Linked DNA regions of Sus scrofa: region 1 is linked to region 2. A link is a contact called in public HiChIP or PLAC-seq data. All regions are on one chromosome and are shown on one strand. Each heading gives the region's core, a stretch centred on a gene start, on an enhancer-like site or on the middle of the called end of the contact. The rest is flanking DNA. Distances are from core to core; before and after follow the strand shown.

Evidence for each region. HiChIP or PLAC-seq counts read pairs in DNA pulled down with a chosen protein or histone mark.
Region 1: an H3K27ac HiChIP or PLAC-seq map of skeletal muscle shows a contact between it and region 2. The contact joins two enhancer-like sites. A contact is called at or near these places in 1 of 47 Hi-C or Micro-C datasets (skeletal muscle) and 1 of 2 datasets of contacts at active chromatin or transcription factors (skeletal muscle).

The regions. Positions count from the first base shown.
Region 1 is chr2:40,854,355-40,857,078 of Sscrofa11.1, forward strand. No RefSeq gene overlaps it. Among named protein-coding and RNA genes, the nearest start is that of LDHA, 30 kb to the left of the region's middle. Within about 2 kb of position 1,472, at least 2 of the 83 cell types and tissues checked have an H3K27ac peak or open chromatin away from gene starts, as enhancers often do. A contact at or near this core is called in skeletal muscle, where this site is marked.
Region 2 is chr2:40,710,884-40,713,583 of Sscrofa11.1, forward strand. The region is part of intron 7 of TSG101 (tumor susceptibility gene 101 protein); the gene reads left to right. Among named protein-coding and RNA genes, the nearest start is that of TSG101, 39 kb to the left of the region's middle. Within about 2 kb of position 1,293, at least 2 of the 83 cell types and tissues checked have an H3K27ac peak or open chromatin away from gene starts, as enhancers often do. A contact at or near this core is called in skeletal muscle, where this site is marked.

The sequences.
Region 1 (2,724 bases), core at 222-2,721, 140 kb after region 2:
ATTGAACCAGCAATGCAGCTGTGGCAACACTGGATCCCTAACCTGTTGTGCTACAAGGGAACTTCCAAGTTTTCTTCATTTTTTCATTTTTAGGGCCATACCCGTGGCACATGAAGTTGCCAGGCTAGGGGTCGAATTGGAACTAAAGAGTCGGACTATGTCACAGCCACAGCAGCAATAGATCTGAGCCATGTTTGAGACGTATATGTACCACAGCTCACAGCAATGCTGGATCCCCGACCCATTCAGTGAGGCCAGGGATCAAACCTGCATCCTCGTGGATACCAGTCAGATTTGTTTCTGCTGCACCACAACAGGAACTCCACCAAGTTTTATTTTTCAATCTGACCTGACAATCTTTATCTTTTAGAGTAGTTCCAGACAGATCTTTATTTGAGCAGGATCACGTCTTCATGTACTATTATCTTATATTTAATTGCTAGTAAATTGCGTTTAAGACTACCATCTTGCTATTTATTTCTAAGACTACAGGTGAGTAGTCTATAGTTTAAACCAGAGTTTTATCTTATGCTTCAACTTCAGCCTACTTCTGTTATCATCCATCCCAACAAACACAGCAGGTTGCCAGGTGGTCAAAGAGGATATTGGTTTTTCATGCTGTGTTATTTGGGAAAGTGGGAAGAACTGGATCTCTGGCTCCACCTCAACAGGCACAATTCCTTGCGTCATAAATATTTGGGATTCTCTGAAAGACTATGAAAACAGGGTTCTGTGCTTCTAAAATTTGAATCCCAAAGTATTTTCTGTGACATTAATACACACCCAATCGAGGATACAGATTACAAACTAAGGTTGATCATTCCCTAATCAGGTTCTAGGCAATGCTCCAGAGCTCTGGACAATTTAAGAGCTGAAAATAACTAAGACTCCCCTGGCCTTAAGAACTGGGAGAACAGCTGAGTCTTGAAGAAGCTAAACTGGGAAAGGGCAAAGGTAATGCACGAGGAATCTCATGCAAGTCCTGACACTGGAAACAGCAAATCTAAGTTTAAAACAGGCAGCTTTCCATCTCAGGGCCACTGATGGCTTCAGATGATATATGCACCAATAAGAAATCACTTTCTGGATTTAAACCCTCAGCTTGCATAAGCATGTTACCTTTCTCAGTAGAGATGTTTAGGCAAAGCAGGTATCACAAGGTATCCCCCTGCTTCTGCAGTATAAGTCCAGAGTACTGGACTTTGTTTTTCTAGGAGAATCTTACTCTCCTTAAGGCAGGACATGCTTTTAATAAACTATTATATTTTGTAGCCCTTTAGGCTAGGAGGACCCATTAAGCAGATTAATGCCATAATGTGATCTGACATAAAAGCAGCACAGAATAGAAGGTAAGAATGACTGACAGGGCAGTCAAAGGAAAAATGCCAACAGCAGCCTGGGCTGGGGAATAAAAGCTTCCAACTTCATAAGCATCTGATCTAAGTGACTGCAGAAGCTTAGCAGGTGAGGGTAAACTATCACTTACTAGGGTAAATTACTTAATGTCAAAAACCATTTTGAGAATTCCCGTTATAGCTCAGTGGTAACGAATCCAACTAGTATCCATGAAGACGCTGGTTTGATCCCTGGCCTTGCTCAGTGGATTAAAGATCCTGTGTTGATGTGAGCTTGCAGACTTGGTTTGGATTTGGTGTGGCTGTGGTGTACGCTGGCAGCTACAGCTCTGATTCAACCCCTAGCCTGGGTACTTCCACATGCTGCAGGTATGGCACTTAAAAAAAAAAAAAAAAAAAAAAAAGACCAGAAACTCCCTTCCCATAACAACAAAAAAACATATTGAAAGGTGTTTGGCATCATGCTAGTTTATCCCAGCTCTCAATCACCAGCAGCTATCATTTTCCACAATGGGAAGGTGGGGCCATAAGCTGCCAAAGGTCATTTTGAAAGGACTCCAAGGATCAAATATTTCAAATGCAAGCTAGACTTGAAATTGATAGCTATCTCTGGTGAAACCTCCCGTAAGTCCTTCATTCCCAATGAGACTCAAATACCTTACAAAAGTCTTAAATTCAGTCCCCTCCTTTCTATTTACCAAATTTCCACTTTAATTTGGACCTAGTTTCCGTTCTAGCTTTGGCATCTGTAACCACTAGACTTTTAAAAAATTTTTTGCTTCTTTAGGGCTACACCTGCGGCCTATGGAATTTCCCCTGCTAGGGGTACGCCACAGCCACAGCAACTCAGGATCCGAGTGTCATCTGTGATCTACACCCCAGCTTATGGCAATGCCGGATCCTTAACCCACTGAGCGAGGCCAGGGATTGAACCCACATCCTCATGGACACCAGATGGGTTTGTAACCTGCTGAGCCACAATGGGAACGCCATAACCACTGGACTTCTTACCTAACAAACCAAACCAAACAACCAACCTCACAGAAACAACTTATTTGATTAAAATTTCTACACGATCCTCCATGGATAAGGTCTGAATTTCTTACCTTGGAAAATAAAGCCATTCACAACCTGAACTGAAACGGATTTATTTTCTCAGCCTCTTGTTACTTCCAATCCTTCAATCCAACAAACACTGTCCCCCACAACACACTGTGGTCTTTCAGAGCCTTCTTATCCTCCTCATACCCTTTCCTATCAACATTTGCGGCTAGCTGAGACCTCTTTATTTTTTATTTTCTATTTTTTTTGCTATTTCTTGGGCCGTGCCCTTGGCATATGGAGGTTCCCAGGCTAGGGGTCGAATCGG
Region 2 (2,700 bases), core at 43-2,542:
TTCATTTTTGTATTTTTGTTTTTATTTTCATTACTATAGGAGAGGGATCAAAAAAGATTTTGCTGTGATTTATGTCAAAGAGTGTTCTGCTTATGTTTTTCTCAAAGAGCTTTATCGTATCAGTTTTAGGTTTAAGTCTAATCCATTTTGAGTTTATTTTTGTGTAAAGTGCTAGGGAGTGTTCTAATTTTCTTTTTTTTTTTCTTTTCTTTTTTTTTTTTTTGTTGTTGTTGTTGTTTTGTCTTTTGCCATTTCTTGGGCCGCTCCCGCGGCATATGGAGGTTCCCAGACTAGGGGTCTCATCGGAGCTGAAGCCGTTGGCCTACACCAGGGCCACAGCAACGCTGGATCGAGCTGCGTCTGTGACCTACACCACAGCTCACGGCAACGCCGGATCATTAACCCACTGAGCAAGGGCAGGGATCGAACCCGCAACCTCATGGTTCCTAGTCAGATTCGTTAACCACTGCACCACGACGGGAACTCCTAATTTATTCTTTTACATGCAGCTGTTTAATTTTTCCCAACACCATTTATTGAAGAGGCTGTCTTTTCTCCATTGTGTATTCTTGCCTCTTTTGGCTTTGATTAATTAATTGACCATAGGTTTGTGGGTTCTGATCCATTTTTTTAAGGATGGGGATTTTACTGTCCTTCAGATTAATTGACCTTTGTGCTTACGCCTTGCCAGTGGCAACTTTCACCTTTCATGATTATGATAGTTGAATATTTTGTAGCCCCATTTCTTTTTTGAAGTAGGTACTGCTTTGGTAATTCTATTTAATAAGGTTTGTACTTAACCTCCACTTTTGAAAACCTGAATTTTATGTAAATTACATCTTTGTGTCATATGTTTATTTTCAAAAAGTATAAACCTGCTATTGGTTTCTTTTTCTCATTAGCAATGGTTATAGGAATTTACTAGAGCTTAAGAGTACTGCTCTAATAGTGTTTAAAAGATAAATTGAGAACCTCTGATTCTTTGGAAGAAAGTTAGTAGCCTGCACAGAGCCTGGCTAGTAATATTAGAAGCTTACCTATTCACAGACTATAACCAAAAGCCTTTCGTAAGCAGGTTAATGAATTTGCATGGTTTGTGCTTAATAGCGTAAATCAGGATGATTTGTAGTTGCCCATATAGTTGTTGGAAATGTTTCTTCTGCTTCAGAGATTGACCTGGTTTTTGTTTTTATTATAAAAGGAAATAATATAGGCATAATCTGGTGATCCACATGGCTTGACCCAGTTTCTGAGTAGATGGCCAGTAAGCTTCTGTTTCAGATTGCTTAGGCTCCATAACTGCTTTGTGGGTGAGCACGTAACATCAGGAAGTAAAAACGCTGGGGCAAGTGATTCACTTTTGCTGGTTAGATGTGAGGTCAGAAAACTAAAAAATATTTAGTTATTTTGAATTTTTCTTTGAGGTTACCATGGATTCTTTCTTTAATATAAATGAGCTCCTTTTTGAGTCATAGGGAGTAGTGATCATTAGTAAGTACTGTTAGGAGATAAAAAGAAACTGATTATCTTTAAGTGTTTAAAGATGGTTTTAAATTAGGTAGTGTGTACTAGTGCGCTTGAAGATACTGGCCTATTCATTGAATTATCAGATCCATTGGGTAGTGTGTTCCTACTAGTAGAAAAGTTGTCTTATTTCCTAAGGATTAAGTTTACTGATTGGATCCTATCTGACATTTAAATGAAGTTTTGCTTAGGATGTTTCTCAAAATCTGGGTTACCATTTCAGTTGGTGCTAATCTGGAGTTGCAGAAGAGCACTTCTGAAACCTGACTCTATATGAGTAAAGGTCAGTGTGTGAGGACTTGCTATATGGCTGTTTGCTACAGACTCTTATTAATCCAGGCTCATGATAGCAGGTATAAAGAATGTTAACATTTCTCTCAGAGTTCCTGTGTGGCTCAGTGGAAACAAACCCAACGGATCCTTGAGGATATGGGTTCATCCCTGCCTCACCATGTAAGATTGTACGTATAGGTCTAGATGGCTGGATCTGGCATTGCTGGCTTTGATGTAGCTCAGCTACAGGGACCCCTCTCTGAATTCACTGCAGGCACCCTAATAAGGAAGGAAAAAAGAATATCATATTCTCTAGACAAAAAATTTTTCTTTGAAAGTGTCAAGAAGAAGTCTTCTACAAAATCTTTTTCTTTTTATTTATATAAACATCTCTTAAGTGTATTTCATTCAATTTTGAACTTTAACCTGGGTTTTTCTCTGGTGTTCATATTTTCAAATCTTAATTATAATTCATTTCTTTATTTTAGAAAGTAGATTTAAAATGTTCAGATATACTGTATAATAAGGTCTGTGTCTGGTAGAGGAGAGAACTGGCCTAATCTTGGCATTACTAGCCTCCTCAGGTGAACTATGACCTTTATAGAAAGCCAAGTACTCTGCCTCAGCTTGTTCCCCATTGAACGTTAATAGTTTAGCCGATCTTTTGGAAGACTTAATTTCTGTATAATAGCATTAAATTCCTTAATTATTTTATAAAGAAACAAATGTAAATTTCCAATTTAAATATTTTAAAACAGGATTTTAAATTAACATCAGTATAACTAATCCATTTACCATAATAAGTTAACAAGTATTTGATTAAAATTCCAAATAAAAAAAATCCTAAGCTGTATACTCAATAACTCTGACAATAAAATGGACAATTAACTCTGCTAATTGGCA